Linked DNA regions of Mus musculus: all the other regions are linked to region 3. The links are chromatin contacts, called in public HiCAR-type and HiChIP or PLAC-seq maps. All regions are on one chromosome and are shown on one strand. Each heading gives the region's core, a stretch centred on a gene start, on an enhancer-like site or on the middle of the called end of the contact. The rest is flanking DNA. Distances are from core to core; before and after follow the strand shown.

What was found. HiCAR-type assays count read pairs that join an accessible place to other places. HiChIP or PLAC-seq counts read pairs in DNA pulled down with a chosen protein or histone mark.
Region 1: a contact with region 3 is called in an H3K4me3 HiChIP or PLAC-seq map of neural tube, with 2.9 times the contacts expected there. The contact joins the enhancer-like site here to the promoter of Pxylp1 in region 3. A contact is called at or near these places in 16 of 39 promoter capture datasets (the 3T3-L1 cell line, 3T3-L1-derived adipocytes, the C10 cell line and 9 more), 1 of 484 Hi-C or Micro-C datasets (hematopoietic stem cells), 10 of 115 datasets of contacts at active chromatin or transcription factors (embryonic basal ganglia, embryonic forebrain, embryonic hindbrain and 6 more) and 2 of 9 other capture datasets (adipose tissue and pancreatic islet).
Region 2: an H3K4me3 HiChIP or PLAC-seq map of the SCID.adh cell line shows a contact between it and region 3, with 9 read pairs. The contact joins the enhancer-like site here to the promoter of Pxylp1 in region 3. A contact is called at or near these places in 17 of 39 promoter capture datasets (the 3T3-L1 cell line, the C10 cell line, the HPC-7 cell line and 11 more), 17 of 115 datasets of contacts at active chromatin or transcription factors (the SCID.adh cell line, T-cell acute lymphoblastic leukemia, acute myeloid leukemia and 12 more) and 3 of 9 other capture datasets (adipose tissue, liver and pancreatic islet).
Region 4: a contact with region 3 is called in a HiCAR-type map of kidney, with 3 times the contacts expected there. The contact joins the enhancer-like site here to the promoter of Pxylp1 in region 3. A contact is called at or near these places in 12 of 39 promoter capture datasets (the 3T3-L1 cell line, 3T3-L1-derived adipocytes, cranial neural crest and 7 more) and 3 of 115 datasets of contacts at active chromatin or transcription factors (T-cell acute lymphoblastic leukemia, kidney and stem cell-derived neural progenitor cells).

What each region holds. Positions count from the first base shown.
Region 1 is chr9:97,046,783-97,053,695 of GRCm38.p6, reverse strand. It overlaps Gm19325 (a long non-coding RNA gene), which reads left to right. Exons shown (of 3, transcript XR_871047.2): 2 at 1-4; 3 at 5,206-5,535. Among named protein-coding and RNA genes, the nearest start is that of Gm19325, 5.0 kb to the left of the region's middle. Within about 2 kb of position 2,390, at least 24 of the 459 cell types and tissues checked have an H3K27ac peak or open chromatin away from gene starts, as enhancers often do. A contact at or near this core is called in neural tube, where this site is marked.
Region 2 is chr9:97,065,769-97,073,544 of GRCm38.p6, reverse strand. No RefSeq gene overlaps it. Among named protein-coding and RNA genes, the nearest start is that of Gm19325, 14 kb to the right of the region's middle. Within about 2 kb of position 4,379, at least 17 of the 459 cell types and tissues checked have an H3K27ac peak or open chromatin away from gene starts, as enhancers often do. A contact at or near this core is called in the SCID.adh cell line, T-cell acute lymphoblastic leukemia and neural stem cells, where this site is marked.
Region 3 is chr9:96,885,195-96,892,935 of GRCm38.p6, reverse strand. Pxylp1 (2-phosphoxylose phosphatase 1) reads left to right here and starts at 3,462. Exons shown (of 6, transcript NM_001289647.1): 1 at 3,462-3,577.
Region 4 is chr9:97,128,389-97,136,194 of GRCm38.p6, reverse strand. No RefSeq gene overlaps it. Among named protein-coding and RNA genes, the nearest start is that of Slc25a36, 21 kb to the right of the region's middle. Within about 2 kb of position 2,679, at least 20 of the 459 cell types and tissues checked have an H3K27ac peak or open chromatin away from gene starts, as enhancers often do. A contact at or near this core is called in kidney, where this site is marked.

The DNA of each region.
Region 1 (6,913 bases), core at 1,141-3,640, 160 kb before region 3:
AGAGGTGGGACCATGGAGAAGTTCCCCTGTTCACACTGGCAGGTCACCTGATGTTATTAAGCCAATCTCACTGGGGTTTTTTTGTTTATTTTTTAAAAGTTTTTGTTGGAGGTGCAGTGATATGATATATCTAGGTTCACTTTAAAATGCTCCAGCAGAAACAGCCCATGAGAGGAGGCGGGAGGAAAAATGGAAGAGCATCCGGAAGTTAGGGGACACACTCTCCTGCCAGGGCGGTGGGAAGCTGCCTGTGTGTACACCCTGCGCTCAGCCCCTCCTAGGCCTTCCTGGGCCTTCAAGGGCCATGCCTGCCTGAGGAATGCATTAGACCTCCCACCTGACTTGAGGTTACAAAGCACAGAAGGAGGCTCAGGAAAATAATGGGAAAATGGAAGAAAAAGAGAACTGATGAGTTAACCCCAAACTGGATTGCTGAAAAGCTCCACACCCAACTGACCCATTGATCTCTCAGCCCCTGGTCTCTGAGGTTATTCATCAGGAAGCCTGACCTCTGGAAATCCACTACCTCTCTTCCAACCCCCCCCCCCCCGCCCCGGTTCCAGCCAAGAGGGTCTTCCCTCTCCCAATATGATCAGTCCCAGAATCCCCTTTCCCTTGGCTGACTTGCATCAAACCGTACCTCTATGATCCAGGAATTGAAAGCTGTGAGGGGGCAACTTGGTCAGTCCTCCATCCCTAGAGCTACACAGCTTCCCCTAAACCACAGCAGGCTGAGTGGGGCAGGCAACAGCTCACTATGGCTACCAAAGGGGAGGGACTTGATCCCTCTATCACTTCACCGTGACCTGTCCTCCACTTCCTCGTCTGTAAATGAAGATGCCTACCTGAGGTCTCAGTGCGCTCTCTCAAGTTCCTGTCACTCAAACCTGGGATGAAGGAAGCTGTTCCTCCATTCTCTCTGGTGAATTGCATCCCTTCTTTTTGTGTGGACACGGACCTCAGACTTCAGAGTCCCCTAGAGCCTGCATATGTGTGCATCACCATCTTCTCCCCATCCTGGCATCAGGTAGCCTTAGAACTGGCAATAATAATTGTAGCAATAAAACTAGGAGGCTGATGTATTCTGCTACATGGAAACTGTGTAGGTCACCAAAAGGTGTTTATCGAATTCATCCAGTGCGCCTGGCAAGTTAGCTGTGCTTCAGTCCAAGTGTACTCAGTCAAAACTCTTTTTAGCAAGATTTTGCTGAAAGGACCCAGATATAGCTCTCTCTTGTGAGACTATGCCGGGCCTAGCAAACACAGAAGTGGATGATCACAGTCAGCTATTGGATGGGTCACACGGCCGCCAATGGAGGAGCTAGAGAAATTACCCAAGGAGCTAAAGGGAACTGCAACCCTATAGGTGGAACAACAATATGAACTAACCAGTACCCGGGAGCTCTTGTCTTTAGCTGCATATGTATCAAAAGATGGCCTAGTTGGCCATCACTGCAAAGAGAGACCCATTGGACTTGCAAACTTTATATGCCCCAGTACAGGGGAACGCCAGGGCCAAAAAGGGGGAGTGGGGGGTAGGGGATTGGGGGGTGGGTATGGGGGACCTTTGGGATAGCATTGAAAATGTAAACGAGGAAAATATCTAATTAAAAAAAAAGAATGTAAAATAAAAAAAAATACTTCAGTGCTGGAGAGATGGCTCAGCAGTTAAGAGCACTGACTGCTCTTTCAAAGGTCCTGAGTTCAAATCCCAGCAACCACAAGGTGATTCACAATCATCTGTAATCAGATCTGATACCCTCTTCTGGTGTGTCTGAAGACAGTGACAGTGTATTCATATACATAAGATAAACAAATCTTTAAATTTTTTTTTCTATTACGATGTGACTGAGTTGAGTCAAGTAGTCTGGCATCTGGCTCCAGTTGTCTCCACTTTTGATATCACAGGGTACTTTTTGCATTATGCCTTTTCTTTGAATCTACAAGAAGCCATAAGTTTACCATTCACCATCTAGAAATAATCTGGTGAATTAGATGGAGCATGGTAGGGTTTGGGAAACAGACGTCCTGGTTTCAATCCTGAGTGGGTTAAGCATTCCTGTAAGCCAGTTTCCACATCTATGACCAGGTGGGGGTGGGAGAAGATTTGGCTATGGCATTTAAATGAAGAAATTGGATTTTTCCACAAATGGCCATTTCCCCTCCCTTTTGTATTCCATTGCTTCCAGAATACCATGTGCCTCCGAGGGCAGCAAGGCAGGGCTCCCTGTGGGAATTGAGCTATGTGGCTCGCCCCCTTTGTGTGTGTACGTTTTGTTCACCATCTGTCCGGCGAGCCAAGGCCAGCTGCCACATGAGTTTAGCCTGCTCCACCTCTGCCAGCCTGGGGGCTGTGCAGGGAGGGCCTCCTTCAAAAACAATGTCCAGGATGCTCGGGCTTTGTATATGCCTGTGGCCTCTCTCACTCAGAGCCAAGCCCAGATGGGCTCACATGGAAAAGGATGTGGGAGACAGAAAGACAGGGGTTGCCGCCGTGGCCTGGGCTTGCCCTCCCTTGCTGTTGAGCTCAGGTTGGCAATGGTTGCTCACAGGGTGGTTCTGACCATGTATGGGGACTGACCTGACAGAGTCGTGTGTGTGTGTGTGTGTGTGTGTGTGTGTGTGTGTGTGTGTGTATCGATGCTTCACATACAGCTCATTCTGTCTCTTTCCAGGTTGTCTGTGTGTTCCCTGCTGGGCATCAATTATGCATTGTGGTTAGGGGCATTCATTAAGGAAGTTCCTTGACTCTTACAGTAGCAGGATTAGGCTCTCTGTAGAGGGAGAACCTGTGGAGTGGTGTGTGGTTATGTGCAGGGACAAGGAGGATGAGGGGAGGAAAAGAAATGGAAACAAATGAGGGAAAAGGCTGGTTTGAAATACTGCAAGCGGTGGTTTTCCATGTGTATTTATACGCATATATGACTTTGAACACTCAGGCTTTACTGTTTCAAGGCCAAATGAGTGACGAAAGACACAAAAATCATTAAGCAAATTTGCCTTCACCAAGAAAGAAATCAAATGAGCGCTTTGTAGAAGATTGCTGCAGACTTCATACATCTGATTGCCATTGACAGCCCTGTGAGGCAGACAGCTTCATTCCCAGCAAAACACAGGAAACAGGAACTCAGAGAAGGCCAGAGAATTGCCCACAATCACACAGGTGGCAGGTGGCCGAGGCTGAGGCAGGCCCAGCTTTGTCTGGTTCCAGAGCCTCCGTTTGCCTCAGCAGGTACCAGACTCCTGACAGACGTGCAGCTGATGCTGGCATTGCTTGCTCATGGATGGGCTGTGTGACCTAGTGTGGCAGGCATGGGCTTCAGTCTTCTTCCCTGGAAAATGGGCCTTCCACTCATTCTGTCAGTCAAGGTGATCTGAAGCCATAAGTGAGAGGTTTAGATATGGACAGTCACTAGTATTCCCAATGTAAAAGCTGGGGTAGCTGAGGGATCTCCTGGGTGGAGAAGGAAGGTGTGGGACAGCTCTGGCCAGAGAGCAGCAGGCCAACTGTGATGGCCTCAAGAAAAGAAAAACAGGCCACAGTGAAGAGGAGGAAATGAGGGTGAAGAGGTGAGAGAGGAATGTCTGGAACCCTGGAGACAGAGACACACACACACACATAGACATACACACAAACATATATACACATATATATACTTACACAAACATATACATGCACATACATATACATACAGACACACATATACATACACACAAACATGTACATATATACACACAAATATAATACATGCATACACACACATACATGCACATACATATACACACAAACACATAGACACACACATATAGATACACACAAACATATACATATGTATATATACACAAATATAATATACACATACACACATATACGTGCATATACATATACACACAAACACACACATATACATACACACATATACATACACACAAACATATACATATATACACAAATATAATACATGCATACACACATATACATGCACATACATATACACACATACATACATACACACAGACACAAACATATGCACATACACACAAATACATACACACATATGCACATATACACACATGCATACACACAAACATACATACACAATACACATAAATATATACACATACACACAAACACATGCACGCGCGCACACACACACACACACACACACACACACACACACACAGTCTGACTGTACTTACGAGTATCTCTAGTATAGTACTGAATAGGTATGCCAAGGCTGAACTCTGCTCTTCCCATTGTCTGGAGGGATCCTTCAGTCTCTCATCCGCGTTGTGAGTGGATTTAAAATATCTTAGAAGGTGTCACTATCAGGTGGGGAATTTTGCTTTTGTTTACTTTTATTCTTGTTTCTTTTTCCCTGAGAGGTTTTAAAAAATCATTAAGAGGGAAATGAATTTTATTAAATGTTTTTCCTTGATAATCAAGAATTCTTTTTTAGTGTGCTGGTATTCTGAATTACATTGCTTGATTTCTGAACCTTGATGTTGACTCAATTTGCATTTCTGGCATAAATCATTTTTTGTTAGTTTTTCCGGAGACAGTGTCTCCCTAGGCCGGGCTAGCTTCTAACTTAGCGATCCTCCTGCCTCTGCCTCCCAGGTGCTGGGATTAAAGGCGTGAGCCGCTACCTCCAGCTCTTTGGCATAAATCTTACTTGGTTTTATTGTATTACTATTTTCTTAAATACACGTTAAAATTAAGTTTGCTAATTTAAAAGATTATTTTAATTTTAAATAAATAAATGTTTTGCCTGCATTGTGTGTGTGTGTGTGTGCCACGTGAGTGCTTGGTGCCCACAGAGGCTGGAAGAGGGTGTCGGCCTGGGAGCTGGAGTTACAGATGATTGGGTCCTTGTGGGTGCTGAGAACAAAACCCGCATTCTCTGCAAGAGCAACAGGTGCGCGCAACTGCTGAGCCATCCCTGCAGCCCCTAATTTGCTAATTTTAAAAAGGATATTTGCGTCTGTGTTCACAACAGTCTGTTTTTCTTTTCTTACCACGTCTCCGGCTTTCCGAGTGAATTGGGAGGCCTGCCTGCCTGGCTGCCTTTTCCGGAGGAATCTATGTAGACCAGGCGTTATTTTCTCCATAAAGGCTTAGTAGAAAACACAAGTGCAGCCATCTGGGACTGGAAAGTTTTTGCGGAAACATTTTTAACTCAGAATTTAAATTCTTTTTTCCAGACAGTTTCTCGGGATGTCTGCTTCCTGCGGATGGAGTTGTGCACATCGGGATCTTTCGAGGCATTTTCCCATTTCTTCTGTATTATCAAATGCACAACGCTGTTCCTAAAGCTGTGCACAGGGCCGTGCGTTAACTTCTCACCACTGCGACGATTACCTGAGAAGAACACTCGAGAGGAGGGAAGATTTATTTTGGCTCACAGTTTCAAAGCTTTCAGCCCGGGTTTCTGTCTCCATTGTTTTTGGTCTGTGGGGATTGTGGGATCTTTCGTCTCCGTAGAAGGCTAGGGTGGGACAGAGTCTCATAGCAGCTAAACACAGACAGACAGATGGGCATGGGCGGGCGGGCGGGCAGAAGGGCAGGCAGGCCCAGAGCAAGATATGACCCCCAAGGCGGTGCCTCCAAAGCTGTTTCCTCCAGCTATGCTCCACCTCCTCAAAGTTCCAGCACCTTCCTTAACAGCTCTACAAGTGAGGGCCAAGCTTTCAACATAGGAGTCTGTAGGAGTGTTGTTAAGTTTCCCCCAAACTAAACATTCTCTCCCAGAGGTTCAGCCAGATAACAAAACTTACAAGCCCCAGAAGCTAACGGAAGTTACAAGCTTCACAAGTTGCACGTGTTACAATTGCTGCAGAGGGAAGCTGGGTTCAGCTGTTCAGGGAGCACGAGGGATGCATCCTCTGACCGTCATCGGCCATGCTGGATGGATCTTTCCGCGATGCAGCTACCATTGACGTCACATCCTGTAAACAGCCCCTCGCTGTTGTCATGTATGGAAGCCAAGAAGCTCACGGGGTCACTATGCAAGATTGGACTGTTGCATGTTTCTGTTGTGGGTGCCTTATCGGGTTGATAGCCCTCCGTTCTTTCAGGAAAAAAAAAAAATCACACACATTTCCTGTACAGAACTAACAGTGAGATAAAAGGTTTTCTGTTATCATCCTGATAATGCTTATAAGTCTCGCTAATTAACATCTATTCGTTTGTTAATGAGAGTGAATTTTTCTTGATTAGTTTGGCCAGAATTTAAACAATCTTATTTTTCTTAAAAAAAAAAAAAAAAAAAAAAAAAAGCTTGCAGCCGGGCGTGGTGGCGCACGCCTTTAATCCCAGCACTCGGGAGGCAGAGGCAGGCGGATTTCTGAGTTCGAGGCCAGCCTACAAAGTGAGCTCCAGGACGGCCAGGGCTACACAGAGAAACCCTGTCTCGAAAACAAAAAACAAAAAACAAAAAACAAAAAACAAACAAAAAAAAAAGCTTGCATTTAATTAATTTACATTTTTTGTTGTTTCCATGTCCACTAATTTGTAGTATTCTATTTCTTATTTTTATTTTTGGCTTGCAGTTGAGTTGCCCTGGTATTTTAACCACTGAGTTATCTCTCCACCCACTATGTTACTTTTCTTATCATTTCATTTTAATTTTTTAAGAGACTGTCTCTTTAATTTGTTATTAAGAGCTTTGTTGCATAATTTCCAAATAGTACATGCCTCAGGCATCCTTCACTTCGTGATTTCTAGTTTAATTCTCTCTCTCTCTCTCTCTCTCTCTCTCTCTCTCTCTCTCTCTCTCACTCTTGCTCTCGATTTGGCTTTGTCTCTTGTAGCTTCTTTTAAATAAGATTGGATTAGTCTCGTGACTCAGTGTATGGCCTACTTTCACTTTCCAAGTCCATTTAGGAAGAGTGTATATTCTGCTCTTCAAAG
Region 2 (7,776 bases), core at 3,130-5,629, 180 kb before region 3:
GGATGGTTGTGAGCCACCATGTGGTTGCTGGGATTTGAACTCCTGACCTTTGGAAGAGCAGTCGGGTGCTCTTACCCACTGAGCCATCTCACCAGCCCTGTTTGTTTGTTTTTAAAGCGTGTGCCACCACCACCGGCTTAAAAGAATATTTTGTGTCAGTCACATCTTAATGTATTTTTAACAATTTTTATATTTGAGAATTTATTTTATTTATGAGTCCACTGTAGCTGTCTTCAGACACAGCAGAAGAGGGCATCTGGTTCCATTTACAGATGGTTGTGAGCCGCCATGTGGTTGCTGGGAATTGAACTCAGGACCTCTGGAAGAGCAGTCAGTGCTCTTAACCCCTGAGCCATCTCTCCAGCCCTGTGTTCAACAGTTTTAAGAGTTTTTTTGGTAGTTTCTTTATATTCTTTTGTGTATAGAATCATACCATCTACAAATAGAGGTGTTTGGACTTCTTTCCTGGTTTTCTTTTATTTGTCTGCTTAGGTTGTGGCTTTAGTTTAAGACTTCTAGTATGATTGAATAAGAGTATAGAAAATGGACACCTTTGGATTATATTAACAAAATACAGGTTTGTCGTGTAACTTTTTCGATACTGAGGTTCCTTTTATTCTGAGTGCACTTGAGACTTTAACGTGAAAGGCATAAATAACATTTATTGATATGTATATTAAACAGTCTCTATCTCTGGACTAAAACTAGCTTCATGGTTGTGAATGATCTTTTTAAATGTATTTTTGAATTCTGTTTGCAAGTAGCTTGTTGATAATATTTGTGTCTATGTTCATCAGGGAAATTGATGTAGAGTTTTGTTTCATCTTGGTTCGGTATCAGGCGAATAGGAGCATCGTAAGGGAGTTTGGTAATGTCTCTTCCTTTTCTAGCCTAGGAACACTGGAGGAACACTGGAAAGTCTGATAACCTGGGCTTTTTTGTTTTTAGATTTTGAATTACTAATGTAATCATAATTGCTCATCTTCATGTTATTTTTGTAGGCCATATGCATCTATAAATTCACCCATTTCTTTCAGCTTTTCCAACTTAGTGGGGTGTTACTTTTTAAGGTAAGACCTAATGATGTTATACACTTCATCAGTGTCTGTTGTGATGGCCCCCCTTTCTTCTAATTTATTTTGCTTTGTTGAGACAGAATTTCTCTGTGTGTACCGTACCTGTCCTGGAACTCACTTTGTAGATTAGGCTGGCCTTAAACTCACAGAGGATCACCTACCTACCTCTGCTTCCAGAGTGGGCCACTACCAACGGTCTTCTTCCTTCCTTCCTTCCTTCCTTCCTTCCTTCCTTCCTTCCTTCCTTCCTTCCTTCCTTCCTTTCTTTCTTTCTTTCTTTCTTTCTTTCTTTCTTTCTTTCTTTCTTTCTTAATAATTAATTCCTATTTCTTCTTTTAGTCTAGCTGAGGGTTTAACAACTACATCTAGCTGTTTAACCAAATTTTTGTTTCATTGACTCCTAGTATTTTGTTATTGTTTCTATTTCATTGATTTCTTCCCTGATGGCACTATTTTTTTCCCATGGAGGGATTGGGATTTGATTTGTTTTTGTTTTTCCAAGGCCCTAAGTTGTATCATTAAGTAAATTCATTTGCTGTCTTTAACTTCTTACTGGAGGCACCAATAGCTGTAAACTGCCCACTTAAGACCACCTTCATAATTTTTCCATGGATTTTGGAATGTTGTATTTTCATTTTTCTCTAGGACTTTTTAAAAAAAATTCCTTCCTGGTCTCAGTTATTCGTTCATCGTCCAGCATGGTGGGTGCAGTAGCCATGAGTTTGTACATGCCCTATAGTTTCTCTCTCTTTAAAAAATGATTACATTATTTGGGCATGCACAGCAACCAAGGAGAAGAGGAGAGAATAAATAACAGTAGTGGGACGATAGTCCCATTCCTGTCTGCACTCACTTGTTTGCTTTTGTGAGTTAATGTGAGTTTTCCAGAATGGCACCCATGTAAACTTCTGCAGTACAGGTGGTTAATGCTGATTTGCAGGCTTGTAGAGCTTTGTCCCAAACTCCCCTTGTGACCAGGTGTGTGTTGTCCTGTGGGAGCATAAAACACAGTATAGGTCATGTAGATTGATGTGGGACCTTATCATGTAGATGTCAAGTTATCTCTATAGATAAACTCTTAGTAGAAGTAATGTCAGCCTGGAGAGATGGCTCAGCAGTTAGGAGCTCCTGACTGCTCTTATAAAGGGCCATGGCGGTGCACTGGGAGGCAGAGGATCTCTGTGAATTGGAGGCCAGGACTATACAGTGATACCTTGTCTCAAAAAACAAAACAACAACGAAAGACTAGTCTGTGACTCAATTGCAGGGATTCCAACACCCTGTTTTGGCCTTCATGGCAACAGACATACATGTAGTGTACATGTATGTAGTATACATGTGAGCAAACATGCATACACATCAGAACTTATTTAAAAAGAATAAAAACATCTTCCAGAAATCTAAAAGGTTGAATGTGTCAACACCATCCTCACACACACACACACACACACACACACACTCATCACTAAATACATACTTATTATAAGCAACATTCAACCAACTTGATGTAGTTGGCATTTCTAGATCACTCTAGACAATGAATATGGCGTATTCAAGGTAGACCATATGTTGGATGACAGGAAGTGAGAATAAATTTGTAAGAAACCTTAGAGAGGAATGTAGAAAGATACCTGGAATAGCCTCACCAATATGCTGAAGTTAAACAGCATACTTCTAAGTAACACATGAATCAAAGAAGAAATGAGATTTGTCCAGAAAACAATTTTGAAGTAAAACAATGTAAAAAGTTTCAAAGCTTCCAGAAAAGAATGTGCCCCAAAGGATAGAGAACAACTTTTACACTAAGGAGGAGAACATGTAATCAATGCTACTTGAAACTAGGAAATGATCAAATTAATCCCTAAATAGAAAAAAGAAAAGTGATAAAGCTGTCCACTAAGAAAATGAGAAACATCTGTAAAATCAACAAGAGTAAGAAAGACTCCAGTTAGTGTGACCAGAAGCATCGAAGCATCCAATAAGAAGTGCAGATGCGGGCTGGTGAGATGGCTCAGTGGGTAAGAGCACCAGACTGCTCTTCCAAAGGTCCGGAGTTCAAATCCCAGCAACCACATGGTGGCTCACAACCATCTGTAACAAGATCTGACGCCCTCTTCTGGAGTATCTAAAGACAGCTACAGTGTACTTACATATAATAAATAAATAAATCTTTAAAAAAAAAAAAAAAAAGAAGTGCAGATGCCTGAAGGGCCGAGAGCAAGAGCTGTAGCTGCTCAGAGGAAATTCAAAAGTCTCTGAAATGAGTCGGCACAGTGCATCTCCGATCATCACAGACTACTCAACAGCTGCTCCTTCCTTTGTGTTTCAGAGGCAGCTCCAGACTCCAGTGTGTGTGGCACTTCCTGTGAAGGAATTAGGAGGACAGCTGCTGGGATGAGTCCCAACCCCAGGTCTCAGAGCCACATTCTAGATTCCCCTTAGCTCTTTTTTTTTTTTTTTTTTTTTAAGGAGGAAATGATGGAGCAGACACGTGTGTGCGCATCTTCTTTTTTTTTTTTAAGATTTATTTATTTATTATATGTAAGTACACTGTAGCTGTCTTCAGACACTCCAGAAGAGTGGAGTCAGATCTTGTTACAGGTGGTTGTGAGCCACCATGTGGTTGCTGGGATTTGAACTCCGGACCTTCGGAAGAGCAGTCGGGTGCTCTTACCCACTGAGCCATCTCACCAGCCCTCCCCTTAGCTCTTAATGTGAGTTTCAGTGACACTGCACTGAGTGAAACCCAAACCTCCCAAAAAACCAAAAAAATCTGAAAGGACTGGTATCTGGTTACTGTACCCCTTTTAGAAAACGAGTCTGCTGTCTAGTTGCCATAGAAAGTGGGCCAGAACCACAAGTGGATCTTTGACATACCATCATATTCCAACCTGTTATTTTAAGAACCAAGTTCCAATCTTTCACTGAATTATGACAGTCAGTTCCATTGACTAAACCGATGGCTCTTCCTGCTTCTAGATATACAGAGCCATTGTGGCAAATCTTATAATTCAAATAGACACTTACCTTTGCAGAAATACTTCGGTCTTTGGAAATCTGGGCCTCTAATTTTGCAGGGCCCAAAAGGACCCTGAGTGACTCTGCCCCTTGCAGAAGAACCACATAATCTTTCATCTTCAGTGTGTATATGCTACTTTTGAGTGTTACTTGTGTGCTAAGTCTTCACATGTACCTTCGTTAAACCATTGCAAAGACCTTTAATGCCAGAAGCTTAGGTGTGGTACATGATACAAGAGGCCTGTGGTCATAGTTCCAATTTCCCACACTCTTCCCTTTGAAGTGGCCCATTTGACAAGCAGACCACATTCCTAGTTCACAAATGGTGGTCCTCGTGAGGCAGGCAGGAAGAATCAAACACACATGAAATTCAAGTCAAGTTCCTTTAGAACACATTCCTGAACCTTCTCAAATGTAAGTTGATCGCCAGCTTCTCTGTGGTTTCCTGGCCTCAAGGAACCTACCATGCTTAGCATTTAGATTTCGGCCTCCATTAAAGGAAGACGGCCACTAGGTGGCAGCAATAGCTAGATAAGACCTGTCCGATCATGCTGATGGACCCAGGGATGTCTCCATCTCTGTGAAGTAGATTTCTTTGGTCTGGTACCTATTTTGAGCACTAGGGTAGGAATTGAAGTTTTCCAGAGGCATCACATGTAGATGAGCCTATCTAGGTCCTGTACCTTCCCAACAGCTCTGGCCTGGACATACCAGACATATCTTGGTTAGGTGTTTAGTCTTTGAAGCTGATTCTTTGTATGCTGCTACTCACTGGATTTCATTCTTGCTTTTCAGCTGCTAATCACTGAGCCTTGGCTAGAGCAGTTGGAGAGCTTGGTAGTAGCTGTCCAAGTCCATGCATATGCGCTTTTCAAACGCATGATGCATACTCAGTGTGTTTGTCTCCTTGGTTTTGACAATGGATAAAGACCAGTGTGCCTCTCTCCACTCTGCCCACGTCTTGTTCTCTCTACTTCATCTTGTCTGGAATGAGACCATCATGCTTGAAGCTACCCAGCCAGTAGTGACAAGGCAGTCAGAAGCACATGCTATGGGACTGAATGGAAAGAAAGGAATGTGGATGCCAGGAGCATAGGGGAGCTACCACAACCCTCTGGACAACCCACCGCTCATGCACAAGAAAAGTAAAACCTGCTTCAATCACTAGATTTTGGATTCCTGTTACAAAGGAAAAAAATGAGCAAGATGCAGTTCATCTTAATTATATAATCGTGGAAATGTTAATAAAATTGTAAATTACAAGGATCACCAAAACTCTCAATACCTGTCTGCACATACAAGTATCCCTGGAGGTTTTAGCCATCTGTTCTCCAGATTTACACATTTTCCCAGAGGGTAGCAAACAGGCCGTCCTCTGCACACTCTTCTTTCTGGTTAGTTTCACTTGATATGAAAGTGAGAAAAGCTGCAGGTCGATTGCATTCATGGACTCGTAGCAAACAGGCTACTCCTGGCGTTTTAAAGGTCTTCGGGTTTCTTTTGAGACAGGATCTCTAACTCAGTCTGGCCAGGAACTATTTATGTAGACCAGGCTGGACTCAGACTCAAAGCCATCTGCTTCTGTCTCCTGAATGCTAGGATTACAAATCTGATCTACCATGCCTCAAACTCATGACATTCAAAAAAGTATCTGTTATACACGTGTGCCCATGTATCCAGCTACTTGCAGAAGTCAGAGGAGAGAGTCCGATCCCCTGGACCTGGAGTTAGAGGAAGTTGTGTACTGTTTGACATGGGTGCTGGGAACCAAAATTTGGACCTCAGCAAGAGCCGCAGCACACTTTAAGCACTAAGCCATCTCACCAGCTTTATTCATGGTATTTTGTAGAAAAGAAAAAGAAAAAAGATAGTAAGTCATAACAAAATTGGGTTAATCCCAAGAATTCCAGGATCACTGTTAAATAAGTTATTAGTGTAAATTTACTATACCAGAGGTTTAATGAAGAAAAAACATGATCCTCATGGAAAAGCATTCAGCAAAACTTTGCAAATTAGAGAAGGGGAAATTTTCCTTGGTTTTAAAATAGTACCCCAGCACTAGGGAGATGGCTTCACTGGCTAGCCAGCCTAGCCTAATCACTAAGTCTTAGGTCTCCATCATGAGACCCTGCCTCAAAAGGGTGGAAGTCTCTTGAGTAACTCCTGAGGTTGACCTCTGACCTCCACATGCACTCAGGCGTTATGAGTGTACATACACTCACACACACATAAAAGTCCAAAATACACGGTAGAACAAAAGGCCTAAACAGCCTTGATGCTTGTCCAGAGGTGAGGAGAGGGTCACATTGTAGTTACAAAGTTTGGGATAATTTAAGACCATAGGGCTTGAGTATGGGGATATAGAAAAAACAATGGAGATTAAGGCAGAGCCAAGAACAGACTCACATGCTTAAAGCAGAATCTTGACTGGAAGATGGGTGTGGTGGTGAATGCCTGCAGTCCCAGCGCTTGGAAGGCCTGGGCAGGAGATTCAGAGATTGAAGCCAGCCTGGACTACATAACAAAACACTTGACAAAGAAAAGGAGAAGAAAACAAAAGAAACTTCATTGGGTCAGAAATAGCATAAAACTGGCTGGACCATCCAACAAAATGGTACTGGCTCTGTGGTTATCCACATGAAAAGCTAGCAATCTGGATAGTCGTCGCCAATTGATACACACCTCATGTCCTAGACTATCCCTGTAGGTGGGTTAGACTTAAATGTGACAGGCTAACCTTTTACAACTGTAAGAAATCATAGGAGAAATGTCCCTGTAAACTGGTGGAGGAAAAGGCTTTTCTGTGCTCAATATTAAAGTGCACGCCAGACAGGAAATGACTGGTAGATTAGTCTACATTAAATTTTAGAATGTCTTTTCCTCAAAATACTTCCCCAAAAGGAAAATCTAATCCAAAGCCTGGAAATATTTGCAATGTATACAACTGTCAAGGGATAGAATCGGAATACATAAAAACTTCTATGAATCAGTCCATTAAAGGCAACCCAATAAAAAAATCTGGACAAAGGTCAAAAGTGGGCATTTTACAGGAGAATAAAACCTAATATACCATAATAAATGTGTGTTGGGGGGGTCATCTTAGCAATTAGGAAACAACAAGTTAAATTGCAATGAAATGTGATTTTAAATCTTTCAAAAATGCAGAATCTAATAGGACGATATCAAATGGATGAGGGACAAAGAAATTCTTAGGTGCTGCAGTTGCCTAAAATGAGACTATCAACACAGGGAAAAATATGCATTCTACAGTTGATGCTAATAGCATATAAGCTGGCCGGTTCGCTCCTAGACACAGACCCTAGAGAAAACATAGCTCAGATGTTCCAGGAGTCACACAAGAATGTTCATAGCAGCCTGGTTGCCATAGCAAAACACTGAAAACACTCTCTCTGTCCAAGAACAGGAGAATGCAGAAATTCACATGAGGGAAAATGAATGAACTCCAAGAGCAGCCTGACTTGGTCCAGGAGCCTGGTTTTGAATAAGAAAAGTAGATCATAACGGTAAACAGAAAGTAAGCCAAGGCTGAAAGATCAAAACCTGAGGAACACAACCATGTATCTAGGCAAGCAGGTGCCCGTCAATATGATAAATGAAAGCCAAGAGAACGGTAAACAAGTCCTGATGATAGTCATCTGGGGCAGGAGAAAATATTTTTCTA
Region 3 (7,741 bases), core at 2,213-4,712:
GTTCAGAGCCCTCTTTTATCTTTATTTAATGTGGTTATTTTGTGCTCTGTTCTTCCAGATTTGACTTTATAATTAAATTTCCCCCAGATAGATGGGAAAATGAGTTCACCCTCCTTCGTTGCTCTCAGGAGTGGGAAGGGGCTTTTATAATAAGCTTGTTGGGGGTGGGGGAAGGGACCACAGCTGGTAGTAGGGACAAAGAACCGTGCATGCATAAATGAGGATAGACCACCCTGGAGCTGGGGGAGGGTCTGCCTCTCTAAACCAGGAGCTTGTGTTAGGCAGCAGCTCTGCAGCCACCGAAGAAACAGACCTTTAACCTTTTGCAAGGTATTTCTCTCTCCAAGGTGCTGGGGTTGCAGATGTGGGGTAGACAGGGCAATTTCCATTTAATATAAATATGCCAGTCAGTCTGATGCTCTCTGCTCTATGAATCAACAAGAAATCTATCCTGAATAATTTTTTATCTTAACCTTTAATATTTGAGCACTTAGTATTTCTCCACATTCCTGTAGTGAATGGACATTCTAGCTATCACCAAAGAAAACCAAACCCACGGTGAAGAGAATTTGGAAATAATATTGTCCATCTGAATATGGTGGTAGGCAGCACAGAAATATTTTGTGGTGTCAATAGATTTGGCAGTAAGGCGGAATTGTGAGCAATTCAGGTCTTTGCAATGTAGAAACTGGTTCAAATAACGCAACCTGTTTTTCTCCCTAGGAAGACCGTTGGCATGGCGGTTTGTTAACTCAGACTAGGCACCCTGTGGCAATGTGGCCCTGTAAGAAGGGAGGGGACAGGGAGCAGGTTTTGTAAGTCCCCAGACAAAGGAGGCTGTGCAAATATTTGCAGGCTTTTTGCTCCAGGGGTGAGATGGCCTTGAAGGTGTTCATCCGCTGATGGCTACTCCAGTCCAACTAGGGATGCTGGGGCAATGTGGCAGCGTGTGCTGCCTAGTAGACTATTCAAGACTTGGTGCTGCCCAATGTTTTTAGAGGACAGGTGGGCTCAGCTTTCATTCAATAAATGGTGGGTGTTTTCCTGTAGCAAACAGTTCAAGGGGGAGGGTGTGAGTCCTGGCACCGTGCTAGTTCTCTGTTTTATGGTCATCCAGGGGCACAGTTCGCTGCTCTAGCAAATGAGTAATGAAGGTGACAGGCACTGTTTTCAGGAGCGTGTGACACTGTGCTGGGTTGGGGGCTTGTCCTAGTCAGGACTCTCTTGGTTGCCAGGGCCAGAGAAATAGAATTTTTATTTCACTTGGAGGATAGTAGGGGATAACTTGGATCATGTATTTGGATAACCAGTATTATGTTGGTATCTGGCATGAGAGAAATCTGCTCCCGCTTCCTGCTTGAGGATATCTGGGAGCTACACTCGTTGGCACTGCCTCCCCAGCCATTAGCCAAGTGGCTCCAGCTGCCTCAGACAGATACCCTATTTTATCACTGCAGAGGGAGGCTTGCCATTCTCCCCTGTAGGAACCTCTCCTTTTCCCTTCCCTGGAAACCCTTCAACCCTTAAAGACCCTCAGGAAAGGAGGTGGAATGCTTTCTCCAGAGTGGGAAAAATGTCGAAGTGTTCAGGGAATAGAGGTTGAAGGAAAGAGGGAAAGATGATCGTGGTATCCGGTATTAACCTGGATTGTAGGAAGGTGCAACGATGGAAACTCTAAGTGCCGCGTGGAGGAAGATTCAGGCAGAGGAGACCTGTTCCCACTTCCAGAAGAATAGTGGAGAATACCCCAGTCGAGTGGGATAGTGGCAAATTTTTGTAGAGAAATGATGCCCGAGTCACCTTTCATCCTCTTGTGGTCATGTTGAACCTAAGACTGTCTACATATCCCATGGGAAGGGTAAGTAAGTAGCCAAGAAAGGGAACATACGCCTATGGGTTACAGAAGATGTGGCACAGACCCACAAGGGCTCCATCCAGAACAAAATCAGGCCTGGGTAGTTTGCAGAGAGAGGCTGGGTTTGTGGTGGAGGCAGAGTTGCGAGCCTGCGTCGGCTGGAGACTCCCGTGTTCCTGAAAGGGTAGTAGACTTGAGAGAAAGCAAAGCTGAGCATCTGGGGTCAAGTTCCAGGCCTGAAGCTGACAAGCCCTGCCCTAACCCCCTTTTCTGATGTATGTATGTATGTATGTATGTATGTATGTATGTATGTATGTATGTATGTATTTTGCTTTGGGCTAGTGTGGATGGAGTTGTCTGTCATCTGCAGCCTGTGTGACTTGTGAAGGAGTGGAACTTGGAATTAGAGCAGAACTGTCAAGAGTCCGTGGCGAGAAGGAAGAGTCTGTGTTGGATAGGATGCCTGGACTGTGGTGGTCCTTGAGGGCCAGCCCAAGTAGGAATTTAACGGGGAGTGAGATTTCATGCTCACGTATTGGAGAAAGCTGTCGCTAGTACTGAAGGGATAAGCAGGCTGAAGGTGGTGTTGAGCCTGGGTAATTGGGTGAGAGGGATAGTAACTAGTGTCCTCAGGCAAGTGCCAGCTGGCCATCAAGGCATTGAACAGAGAAGGCATTCCAGATGGCTGGACCATGGGGGTAAATGGAATGCAGGCTAGGGAAGTAGAATCTAGCTGATTTGAGGGGAGAAATTGGAGGTAAAAATATGGATAAAATATAAAGTGTTTTGATTTAGTCACTATCGAATGAGTTAGGGAAAATCAAGTGATGCGCTACCCTCAAAACCGCACCTCTTTTGCAGTTGAGAGAGGCACAAGGGTGTCACTGTAGTCCCAGAACTGACAACAAAGGCAATCTCACAATTGTGGTTGGTGAGATCCTTTTTTACAGCATTTGAAACAACAACAACAAAAGACCCACAAACACAGCTTTATAGAACGAGTGCTGCGCGGGTCTTTGGCTGGCAGCCCTGGGGTCATGCAGAAACGCCCCCGTGACACAGCCACGACCTCTCAAGGGTGGATGCCTGCAGGCCTTTAGGGACAAAACTACTGCCAGGTCTAGAGTAGACACAGGCCGGATGTGGCCCGCGCCGGAAGAGAAGCGCGGGACAGGCGCTTGGGTGGAGGTGGCACGGTGGCTAGGATATGCCAGTTTTGAGTCCACGAGGCACCGCAGGACCCACATCCGCAGCTAGATCCGCGGCGCGGAGTTAGGCACGCAGTCACAAAGCACCCTAGCCAAGGCTGGGACGGGTCCAGGGCAGTGTCCTGGGGCCATGGCACCCTCCCGGGTCCTAAGTCCGGCATAGGGAGGAGCATAGGCCCTGTGCGCTCCGAGTGCGCGCGCTTTCCCGGACCCGGACGGCGCGACCGGAGCCTGTCTGGATGACTGTTTGGACACTCCAGGCCATGTGTGCCTCCAAGGCCCGGGATGCGGGTCGCCGCAGCCTGCTGGTCCCGCACGGCCGCCTGCGGGGCGGAGCTCCAGGGCGCCCTGAGCGCGTCGGGCCGGGCAGGGACCCGGCGGTCCCGGTAGGGGGCGCTGCGGAACCCCGAGTTTGGCGGCCTGCGCGCGCCACCGCCGCCTGCACTCCCGCCAGGAGGAGCTGGCTGCGGGTGGAGATCCCTACGCACAGCGACGGAGGCCGGGACCGTAGGCGGTGAGTGTGGTGCGCGCCGGGTCCCAGCGGTTGTGAGGCTTCTCGCAAGGCGGGCTTGTGTCTAGGGTCTTGGGGGGCGACCCCGGAGAGGTGTCCGCGATGCCAAGATCCGGAGGCAGGGGCGGGCTTCCAAGCAGCGGGTGTGAGCCCTGCCACCAAGCTCTTTCCCTTATCTACGCGCTCCCCAGTTGCCACCTCTCCCCATACCCTCCCCGCGTTGGAGAGGGGTCCCTGCCCTCCGATCCGTCTCCCCTTTCTCAGCCCTGCACCCTAGAAGCCTGCCCGCACACCCCCTTTTCTCCCTCAAGCCCTCCCACGCCTACCTCCTCCTGGTTGCCTGCCGCTCGCCTCTCCCTCCCAGCTCTGCTCCTACGGTCCCCGCCGCCACCCCAGCGGGGTCCCATTCTGCCTAGGCGCTCCTGCTGAACGACTCAGCGGGAATCTGAGCTCCGGGGTCCCCCTTCTCCCGGCTGTCCCATAGCTGCAGTGTCCAGGTAAAAAGGGGCTGCAACTTCAGGGCCTGCCCCGGGGGTGGGGCTGGTGCTTCGCCAGCTACCTGCTGCCTGCGGCGCAGGAACCCTGGGCCCAGCCCAGGGCCACTTCACGCGTGCAGGTTATGCTTGCTCAGTGTTCTGTTTAGGACAGTGTGGTTACTTCTTTGCTTGCTTTTGCTTGGTGAACTTGGATAGGTTGCGATTTCTTAAAAAGAAGCCGGCTTTGCTACCCACAAATATGGAGCAGGTTTTCTTTGCTGCTGTGACTGGCTGTCAGTAGTACCTGTGGATCGGGGAAGATTTAGCTATGCTGGGGAAATGGAGCCACATCCCCACTCTCTCACCACAGCTCTGGGAACGTAACTGTCCCCTCTAGGGTGGGCCCGTGTCTTTGTGGAAAGGCAAGGATGCTTCCTAAACATTCAACAGGTAAAAACCAGTTAGGAATCTGGATCAGATCTGGTGTGGATAGGGAAATGTGGGATGAGTGAGTGATCAAGGAGGGGCTCTGGGAGAGTTCCATGGCTTAGGGACATTTGTTGCTCTTTGCGGCAAGTCCCAGGCTGGACCCTGACTATGGACTAGACAGTGATGAGCCCAGCCTACCCTCTGGAACTGTCGGTCGGGCTTGGCACCAGCCCCCTCCTCAGAGGTGTTGGTGCCCTGTGGTGACATCTGTGGGAAGAGGATTTAAAGCAGATGGCTTGGAAAGCCTCATGGTCCCCGGAGAGAAGTGGAGATGGCATGGTGACAGCCCAGCGTGTGCGTTCACCCCTTCCCTTCTGGGGTCTTTCATTAAATCTTAGATTAAATTAATTGCCTAGTCAGAGAAAGAACATATAAAGGGTATTTCTCTTTTAGGATTGGCTCTGGGCCAGCCTGCCCTCACAGATACCTTGGGAGGCTGCAGATGGGAACCCGTGGCAGCGTGGACCGCCTGGAGCACAGCACTCTGGGCTGTAGGACTGCCCTGTCTCTGTGGTTTCTCTTTGATGGCTCTGGTAGTGATTAGTTCAATATTCCTTTTCTATTGAATAGATAAGTAATTAGCCAAGAACACAGTGGGGCTCAGTAGGGCCCTTCTGAGTGTTCTCAATTTCCTGTATGAATCTTCCTGTCCTCACAGTGATAGGCTGCTCTCAGGAGTCCTTCTGGCTAGGATTGAATACCTGCAGGGCTGGGGTGACCTTTAGGACCTGGCCAGGTGCCCCTGCCTGTTACTCAATGTTTATTTAAAAACAAAAACAAAAACAAAAACAAAGCAAACTTCATGTATCTGTCTTGAGCCCACAACCCATGCCTTCCACTGGGCTGTAGTATTTTCAAAATATCTCTCAATCCAACAGATCTGAATATACATATATATAAATGTTAAAGTCTCTCCTGCTGGAGACAAGTTCTCTGTCTGGTAAGACGGGGTGTGAAGGGGAAGAGACGGGATAGAACGTTCAATTTCGAGGTCAGGCTCTGACAGCTGGACCTGTCCCTCAGTGGAGATTCCAGACTTTTACAGAACGAAACAGTTCTCTTCACCCTAGAGATAGGAATGGGAGGATAATGGGAGTTCTGGGGAGGCCTCAAGGCTGCCTACTGAGAGGCGAAAAGTCCACCAAGACTTATCCTGCAGACCCTGGGCTGAGGACCTAGCTTCTGCATACCATTCTCATTCATTCATTCATTCATTCATTCATTCATTCATTCATTTATTCTGGCTGGCCTGGCACTCCGTGTACACTAGGCTGACCTCAGGTCCCAAGTGCTGGGATTAAAGACTTGTACCACCACACCTGGTAGCCCTGGCTTCTTGGGACATCCTCCACCTCTGCCTGCTGATGGAGGAAGCTGGTAAGGAGTTGGGGGTTCCTTGCAGAACCCCACCTTCCCCACTTCAGGCTGTGATGATCTCACTCTGGTGGGTGCTACCCACCTCAGACCTGGTTACCGTGGCAGCCCTGGAGTGCCCTTGCATGTACATTCCTGGCAGTATGTTTTACAGTTCTGCTGGGGGGGGGGGAGTCCAGCGTTGGGGGGGGGGATTGCTTTGGCCTATCAGGAGTAGTTTTTCGCTAGGCAGAGAAAGCAAAATCCAGCTTTTTGTCATGTGAAAGGCCAATTTGAGGAAGAACATACCCGGAGTCCCTGCTGTAGGGCCTCTATCCACTTCTCTTGGGAATCTGGGGACAGCTGGAATTCAGAGTGCCACTTGTTTGTGGGGACCTGTGCTGCCCTGGTTGTCATTAGCTTATCTTTCTCACCCAGACTGTCTCTGTTCAGGTTTGGCCAGAATTCCTGCAGCTGGCAAAAAATCTTGTTTTCTAGAAGGGGTTTAATTAATGCCTGCAGTTTGAGAGTGAGAAAGGAAGGGTGGGGAGAGAAAGAGAGATGCCACTGTATGAAAGGGGTGGGAGAGAAGATAGAACAGTGGAGTCCTAACGATCCAGAAGAGAGTTCAGCTCCCGGTTCTGTCCCCGACAGGACTCTGGTTGCTAGGAAAGGAGAATGCCCACATTCTGGTATAGGGGTTACCGCTTAGGGGCAGAATCGCTGAGCTAGAAGAAAATGATCTCACAGTGATGGAAAGAAACGTTTTCTGGGCTCACTCTTCTGGTTCTTAAAAGGCCTGGGAAGCTGTCTACGAAATGGTCATGGCCAGATGGGAAGACATTTGGCTGTTGTAAGCTTGTGTCCGGAGTGTACCCTGGGGATCTGGTCCACTGAACCAGGTTGGTCAGAGGGGTCTAGCCTTGGGGAGCCACCTCCCTCTAGAGATGCTGTGGGCCCTGTCTACTAGAGCCCTGTGCACTCAGGGAATAAACAAGAGACTAGCCTTCAGAGGGAGAGAGCCAGCCACCCAGAGCAGGGTCCAGTGGTCCAGTGGTACCAATCAGCTTGGAACTACCTCAAGTCAGCCTCTAGGGGGCACCTGTGAACCCAGGATGCACTGCAGGGTCTACTCAAGGTCCAGAAGATGAGACCCCTCGCTGCTCACCAAACCAGAATGCATTCTTGTGTCACGTTCCTTCATCCCTAGCACCTGCAGGCTTCCCCAGCCCATCTCAGATGAGGAAGCCACTGTCTTTAGTGAAAGACCAATCTCTTATGAAGGGCGGGACAAACCCAGGAGTATGGAAGAATTTGATGATTAAAAGTCAACAAAACAAAGCCAGATTGAGCCTAGTGCAGTCGTTCGTGCAGCAAAGAGGCAGCCTGCAGTGTTTCCTTTCGGCTAGGACATCCCTCCACACACATCTTTCACTCATGGCTGCATCCCTCCATCCCCTTTCCCCTTTGTACTTTGGTGGCACCTACACTGTGTTGGGAGCTCTGAGTTGGAGGAGAGTTTGGGGAACTCAGATATCTAATATTAGCTGATAGTTGGGGTACCCCTAAAGTAGAACACAGACAGTCTTCAGTTCCTGGGGCGAGTTCCTCCCTTCTGGATTTTTAGGACTTGGAATATTCTCCCATTCTTTCTTCGGCTCCCTCCAGAGCGTAGGGAACCATAGAAACGTACAAATGCACTTAATATTTACAGTCATGCTCTCAACATGCACATTCACGGTTGCGTCTGCAAAGCATCTCTTTGTCATCTCCTTGCCACCACCCTCTGTGTCACTATGTGCGACCTCACCTTTCTGGCGGAGAGCTGTAGCCATTAGCATGGAAACCA
Region 4 (7,806 bases), core at 1,430-3,929, 240 kb before region 3:
CCTTGTAGGCTCTTGAAATAAAGGGTGCCTAAGAATTTTTAGACATGGCAAGGTACCCAAGTTATTTTCGCGCACAAGCTCACCATATCCTGGAGTGTGTATTGAACTGTTGTGAAATCACACTGGCTGGAACTTTCTCAAGGGTAACTGGGGCATCCCTGAGAACAGAGAGCACTAAGCTGGGAGTGCTGGGTGCTTCTCTTCCTTCTTAAGCTGCCCGTTCGCTAAGGGCAGGAATTGTATCATGTCTCTCAGACAGAGATATTCTTTCTCATCAGTCAAAGGGGATCCTGTGAAGTTGGTGAACCTCTAGGGACCACTGCACCACTCTCCTGAATCACTGGCTACCTGCCTGAAGTATTGGCCACTCCCTCCCAGCTATTTGTCTGCTTCTTTCCCTCTTAAAACTGTTTCTGGCACTGTGGTTCCCTGTGGCAGTGTGTATCATGGGTCAAGAGAAATAAAGACTCCCTGTGTTTGGCCCAGTGCTACATTCCTGCTGGCCATCAGAAAACCAGTTGGGGATAGGAAAAACAGCCTCACCCTGCAGCCAACCATCTCTGGAGGTTAGGAGGAGCTCCTGAGCTGTCTGCTGCTGAGTCTGGGTGGGGAAAGCCTGCTGATATTTCTCATCTTTTTCTGGGCTACCTTGTTCCTCCCACGTTGGCCAGCCGCCCGTTTTCTTCTTTTTTCTCATTCTTCTCATCACTTTGTTCTCCTTATCATAAATATATATATACATAATAATAATGTTTTTGCTTTCACCAGAAGGGCAAAAGGACAGAACTAAGCAGAGTCCTGGGGATGTTGGGATGTTCTGGTGGGACAGAAAAGGGATCATGACACAGAATCCAATGTAGAAAATGGAAGTTAGGGACTTTCAATAATGAAATAAATCAAGTTGGCCAGTGGTACAATGAATGACCCATCTCTCAATGGAGTCAAAGAAAAATGACATAAATTAAGGTTACTTAGTGCTGACCAGACTTGAAGTCTGTAACAATTCATGATTAATCTATCATAGAGAGCAAATTAATACACTGAGGTTTTCTGGTTTGTTTTTAGTTTTTAAAGTAATGAGTGCTCTATATCTGCATGTATACCTGCATGGCAGAAGAGGGCAACAAATCTCTCTACAGGGATTTGATATACATGTGATTGCTGGGATTTGAACTCAGGACATCTGAAAGAACAGCCAGTGCTCTTAACTGTTGAGCCATCTCTCCAGCCCCTAATATACTCTATTATTAATAATACACTGTATTATTAATACAAAAATGGTCCCTTTTAGCAACTCCATCATCATATGGCCTGTAGCCTGAAGTGGTAATGCCTGGGCAGGAGACAGCACAAAGCTCTGAACTGTCCCGGGCTGGAGTTCTAGGTACCCACAGTTTCTCATCTTTCCTGGGATGGTAGCATCACCGTGCTCCCTTCTGAGATAGTCATAATGAAACAAAGTATCTTTCCTATGACTGTATAGACTTGTTTAGTAGAAGTTTAGTCTATCCAAACAGTCTAATACCTACTAAAGTGTCCTTGTCCCAGTCATGAAGCTAGCATCTCTGTGGTGACGAGTTAATTTGGGTTAAACAATATTTGTATGTATAAGACATGCCATGTATTTTCTTCCTTCTTCCACCCACTCTCCTCTCACTCCTGACCCTCCCATCAGCCAACAGAGGTCACTGTTCAAGTTCCCACGGGCTCTATCTCCTGATGGATCTCTTACTCCCTTTCTTGTCCTTCTATCCAACTCCCATGTTACCACAGTGATTTTTGGACAGTGAAAGCAAGGCCCTCTTACCACCCAACTTAAAAAGGCTCCAACAGTTTCCCACATCACTTAAAATCCTTGCGGTGACCTACAGATGCCTACATGACCTGGCCCGTCTTGGCCACCTGATTCCTCTTCTTCTCTCACTGCCTCTGTTCCTTACACTTTCTCAGGCCCTTATGCTTTCTATTCTCAGATCATGCACTTGACCTCTGAACGTGGATTTTACCCTCCATTCAAACAAACGAACAAAAAAGAAAATTCAAATGTTGATGTTCTAACTTCCAATCCCTACAGGGATGTGACTCCTTCTGCAGAAAGGGCCTTTACAGAGGTAGTGGAGGTAAAAATCAGGTTATTCTTATGAGACCTAATACAAATTTATTTATTTATTTATTTATTTATTTATTTATCAGAGGAGATCGTGACACAGCCACACTTAGGAACAACTACGTGACGTCAAAGTCAGAAGGCAGCCATCTGCAAGCCAAGGACAAGCCTCAGAGAAAAACTAAACCTGCTGACAGTTGGATTGGAGTTCTGTGTGGAAGCTCGAGTCTGGCGATTCATCTTGGAAGCCCTACTAAATAAACTACCACAGCCCCCAGCGGCATCTTCATATGGCTGCTTCCATTTCGTTCCCAGTACAACTAGCACATGTGCAGAGAGGCCATCCCATCCCAACCCACACATTCTGAACGACTCTTCCTTCTTTTGCTTGTTTTCTTCACAGTTATGTGTCCTATCTGGTGACCAGCACATTGTTAGTTTTCCACTAGAATCCAAGAGATGGCTACCTTAATGTGCCACCTGGGCTAAGATAGAGCCTAGCACAGAGTGGGCAAGTGGAAAATATGCATTGGCCGTTCATATAAGAGGCTGCAGATGTGAGATGCTGCAAGCCTGAAGAAGCATAATGCCTCCTCTGTGCCAGGATTCTGGCACTAAGAGGGTGCTGGAGTAGAGGCTGTAAGTGGAACCGGGTCTGGCGGTCAGAGGAGAACTGCGCAGGCGCAGAGGGGGGGGGTGTTCCAACAAAACAACAGTAAGAGCAGGCAGAGCTCGAGGTGCCAGTGACCTGGAGTAACCTGTGTTTACAGGGAAGGTGGGAGGGTGGGAAGGAGATGCAAGCAGGCACTTCCACGTGAGAGGCCGAGTGCCAGAGCCAGGAACTTGAACTTTCTTCTCTCCTTCCCACTCATTCTTCTGCCTTATAAGTAGGGGAGAAAGTACAACTCATAGATTTATTGATAAAAATTAACTAAATGAATTTAGCTGCATATTTTTGTACACAAGTTCTGTTTCAGCCTTTGACCCGAATGGATTCTGCAGTTTTCTCAAACCGCATTCACAGTTTGGCTACTTTCTGACTTCTACAGCGACCCATTCCTTACGTGCCCATACCTGGAAACTTCATGCTCTTGACGTATTCTGTTTGTTCACATCAAAGTAGAGTCATGCAGGCTATTTGTAGGAAACAAATTATGTCAGCTGTAGATTCTCTAGAGCCTGAAACAATCGAACAGTTCAGCTAAAAGAACTATTTTTCAATTTTAACTTCGTTTTGCCTAGAGAACACAATCTGTTCCCTTGTTGTTGTTAGGTTTTTTGTTGTGTTGTTGTTGTTTTGTTTTGTTTTTTTTGTTTGTTTTTGTTTTTTTTGTTTTTTTTTTTTGTTTTTTTTTTTTTTTTTGCATTGTGTTCTGTAGCTCTGACAGGATCTGTAGGGTGAATGGTCCATGCTTTTTCCATGAGGTAAACGTTCCACGTGTAAAGACTGTAAAATCTTCTGGGTATGTTGGAACACACCTGTAGTCTCAGCACTTGGCAGGTACAGGCAAAAGGAACTCAAGGCCAACCTTAGCTATAAAGTTCAAAAGCAGCCTGGGCAACAGGAGATCCTGCCTTCAAATCGACAACGGAGCTGGCACACATCGGTTCAATTCCCAGAACTCACACAATGAAAAGAACTGAGTCTTCCACGGATCCCGCTGACCTCGATATGCCTGCCATGGCCTGGGCATTGACTCTCCCTGCCCTACACACAGGTGAAAAGGGACTTTAAAAGCAACAACAACACAACAAATAAAAAACATGCTGTTGAGGGGTAGTCTTCTTGGGATAAGTGATTGATTGTAGCAGAACCCAATAAATCTACTCAATTGGTCCTGGCAGTGGCAGCGCTGCCCCATTCCTTGACAGCGATGTTCAAAACTCATATATGCTCACCTATTTCTGTCTACTTGATATTTGACTCTAATTCTAAATTTGTCTTTTTCTTCTGTAGAGCCCAATAGCTTTTGCTAACGGGATTGAACCACAACGAAATTATTTTCTTTCAGAAATAGCCTGGTGATATTCTTTGCTATGAAGTCTATTTCATTTCATTTTAACCTAGCCAAAACATCTCTAACTACTGTTAAGATGGCATATGTGATGGTTTGAATAAAGATGGCCTGCATAGGCTCATAGGAATTAGCAATAATAAGAGCTAATAGGAGGTACAACCTTGTTGGAAGAAGTATGTCACTGGAGAGTAGGCTTTGAAGTTTCAGATGCTGAAGACAGGTCCAGTGTCTCTGTTCCTGCTTATCTAGATGTAGAATTCTCAGGTATTCTCCAGTCTCATGTCTATCTGAATGCCTGCATATTCCCCATGATGACAATAATGGATTAAACCTCTGAACTATCAGCAGGCCTGGACTAGCTAGTTCTGTGTGTCAACCCGACACAAGCTAGAGTCATCACAGAGAAGCCTTAGTTGAGGAAATGCCTTCATGAGACCCAGATGTAGGACATTTTCTCAGTGATCAATGGGGGAGAGCCCAGTCCATTGTAGGTGGTGCTATTCCTGGGCTGGTGTCTTGGGTTTCTATAAGAAGGTAGGCTGAAATGGAGGAGTTAGGGGAAGGACTGAGGGAGTTGAAGGGGTTTGCAACACCATAGGAAGAACAACAATATCAACCAACCAGAACCCTCAGAGCTCCCAGGAACTAAACTACCAACCACAGAGTACACATGGAGGGACCCATGGCTCCTACCACATATGTAACAGAGGATGGTTTTGTCAGATATCAATGGGAGGAGAGGTCATTGGTCCTGTGAAGGCTCAATGCCCCAGTGTAAGGGAATGCCAGGGCGGGGAGGCAGAAGTGTGGGGGAGGGGGGAGCACCCTCATAGAAGCAGGGCAAGGGAGGGTGGGATAGGGGGTTCCGGAGGGGAAGCCAGGAAAAGGGATAACATTTGAAATATAATTAAATAAAATATCCAATTAAAAAAAATAAAAAAAAATTTAAAAGAAGGCAGGCTGAGCAAGCCAGGGAGAAACAAGCCATAAGCAGCAAGCAGCTTCCATGGCCTCTGCATCAGGTCCTGCCTCCAGGTGCCAGCCCTGCTTGAGTTCTGACCTGACTTCCTCTCATGATTGATTGTGATATGGAAGTATAAGCCAAATAAACTCTTTCCTCTCCAACGTGCTTTTTGGTCACAATGTTTCATTTTAGCCATAAAACCCTGACTAAGACACAGCCCCAGCTAAATGTCTTCATTTATAAGACTTACCATGGTCTCTTTACAGCAGCAGGACACTGACTAAGGCAGAAGCTGGTACCAGGAGTGGGGTATTGCTATGGCAAACCTGACCACACTTCTTGGTGGAATGCAGACTTAGACTTTGGATAAGGAAATACGGTTGAAGACTTTAAGTGGGGCTTAGTGCACCAGACTACTAGGAACAGGGAAGACAGTGGTGCTGAGATGTAGATTATGACTGATGGCCCAGCTCAAGAGATTTCAGGTCCAAAAACCTGCCTGGGGCTAAATTAAAGAGTTTTGGATTAATGGTGATGGCTGAAGAGATTTCAAGACAGCTTACTAAGAACTGTGCCATGAGGCTATTAATGATGAAAGAGCTTTCTGAGGACACTGCTCAGCTTTGTCTCATTTATGAGATATTCCATTGTAGCTGAGGTGAAAAGACATCAATCTTTTGGATTAACCCTTAGTACAAGACAGTTCTCCATCATCTACCTATTTGCCCAACTATTAAGCCTACTAAGAGGTGGTGGCCTGGGATAAAGGCTAAAGAAGATGAGAACCCACTTTATAAAACCCAGCCCTAGAGGGAAGCAGCATCCTGTAAATGCAGCTGCCGTCGCACTCCTCACCAAGAACTGTTTACCAAGATTCTGTCCATGCTTCTTCTCACAGCGGTCACTGCTGCCAAATCAGAAGCTTGGCCTCTAAGCAATGACCCTTGACTATGGCCACTGACTCAAGGCTGATGTTGAGCTAGGAATTGTAGGGGAAAGAAAATAGTAAACAGAATTTTGGCTTTGGAAACTGAAAGACAAACCAGCGATGAGAAACTGTTAAAGACAGTCCACGGGCATTCCCAACATTCCACTTCCTCAGTGGGAAGGTCCACAGGGGACCCAGCCACAGAGAGCAGAGTGAACTCACTACAAACATCATGGTACTGTGTCACAGAACATCACAAGATGAGAAATAAAGATAAAGTCCCTAAAAGTTTCTGAAAATATAAGTCAGAGAAACAGGCAAGTAGGGGATTGGAATGAGAGTTCAATCAACATCGACTATAACCAGAAATGGAGGGGGTGAGGTAGGATGCTGGGAAGGGAAGTGAAAGGGATATGGGGAGAAAAAGAAGCCCTCAAACAGGAATCTGGTTTGTATTTCTCATTGTAGGATCTCTACATTACTGAAGGGGAAAGCTAAGAAAAAAAGAAAAGAAAAGAAAAGAAAAGAAAAGAAAAGAAAAGAAAAGAAAAGAAAAGAAGAGAAAAGCAAAAAAAGCCTGAAAGATTGCCAAAAACCCAGAACAATCCCTTTTCTATAAAACATCTCAAACAGCATCAAACTGGAAAAGGGAAGGGCTTCAGGTTTTAGGAGCCTTCTTGCTCTTCTGGAGGACTCAAGTTTGATTCCCAGCACTCACATGATGGCTCACAAACAGCTGTAACTCCAGTTCCAGGTATTCAGTGTCCCTCTTCTGGCCTCTGAGGACACCACACACACACATGACACACAGACATGCAGGCACAACATCCATATACATTAAATAAACAAACAAACAAACATACATACATATGGTGTGTGGACTCTGTAGGTTTTCTTGTGGTGTCCTTGACCTCTCTGGTTCCCTCAATTCTTCCCCCCACTCTTCCACAGGACTCCCCAAGCTCCACATAATGTTTGGCTGTGGGTCTCTGCATCTGTTTCCATCAGCTGCTGGATGAAGCCTCTCAGAAGACCATTTCGCTAGGCTCCTGTCTGCAAGCATAGCAGAGTATTATTAATAGTGCCAGGGCCGATTGGTACCCATGGGAGGGGGGCTTCTCCCCTTCTCTGATGAGAAAACAGGGGAGAGGTAGGAGAGGGGGTGTGAGGGTGGAGCTTGGAAGAGAGGAGAAGTATAAAGTGAATAAATAAATAAAGGGCTGGAGAGATGGCTCAGTGGTTAAGAGCAGTGACTATTCTGAAAGGTCCTGAGTTCAAATCCCAGCAACCACATGGTGGCTCACAACCATCTGTACAGCTACAGTGTACTCATATACATAAAATGAATAAATAAGTATTTTTTTAAAAAAGAATAAATAGAAAAATAAACAAGAAAATAAAAAATTTAAAACCATATCATGTGACTGAAGGGAGAGAAAAAAAGCAACATAATTTTTTTTTTAAATTGAAATATAAAGTGTTGTACTGGAACCTAAATTGAAAAGAAAAATGTAAATAAGTGAAAGGGGTTTTGTTATGTTGCCTTGGCTGACCTTCTACTCCTTGGCTCAATGATCCTTCTAAACAGCCTGGGTTACATGTGCACATTAATTCCACCCCATGCCACCTCTGCCAAGCCCACACATATGTGGTGCAAAACCCTGGCACTCAAGAAAGTCACTCTTAGGCTGATTCCACTTACTGCTGTGGCCTTCTGCGAAACCTCAAACTCCTATTCAAAACTGCTGCCCCCTTTCTAGTCCTTCAGCATGCCACATTTACTCAAGTG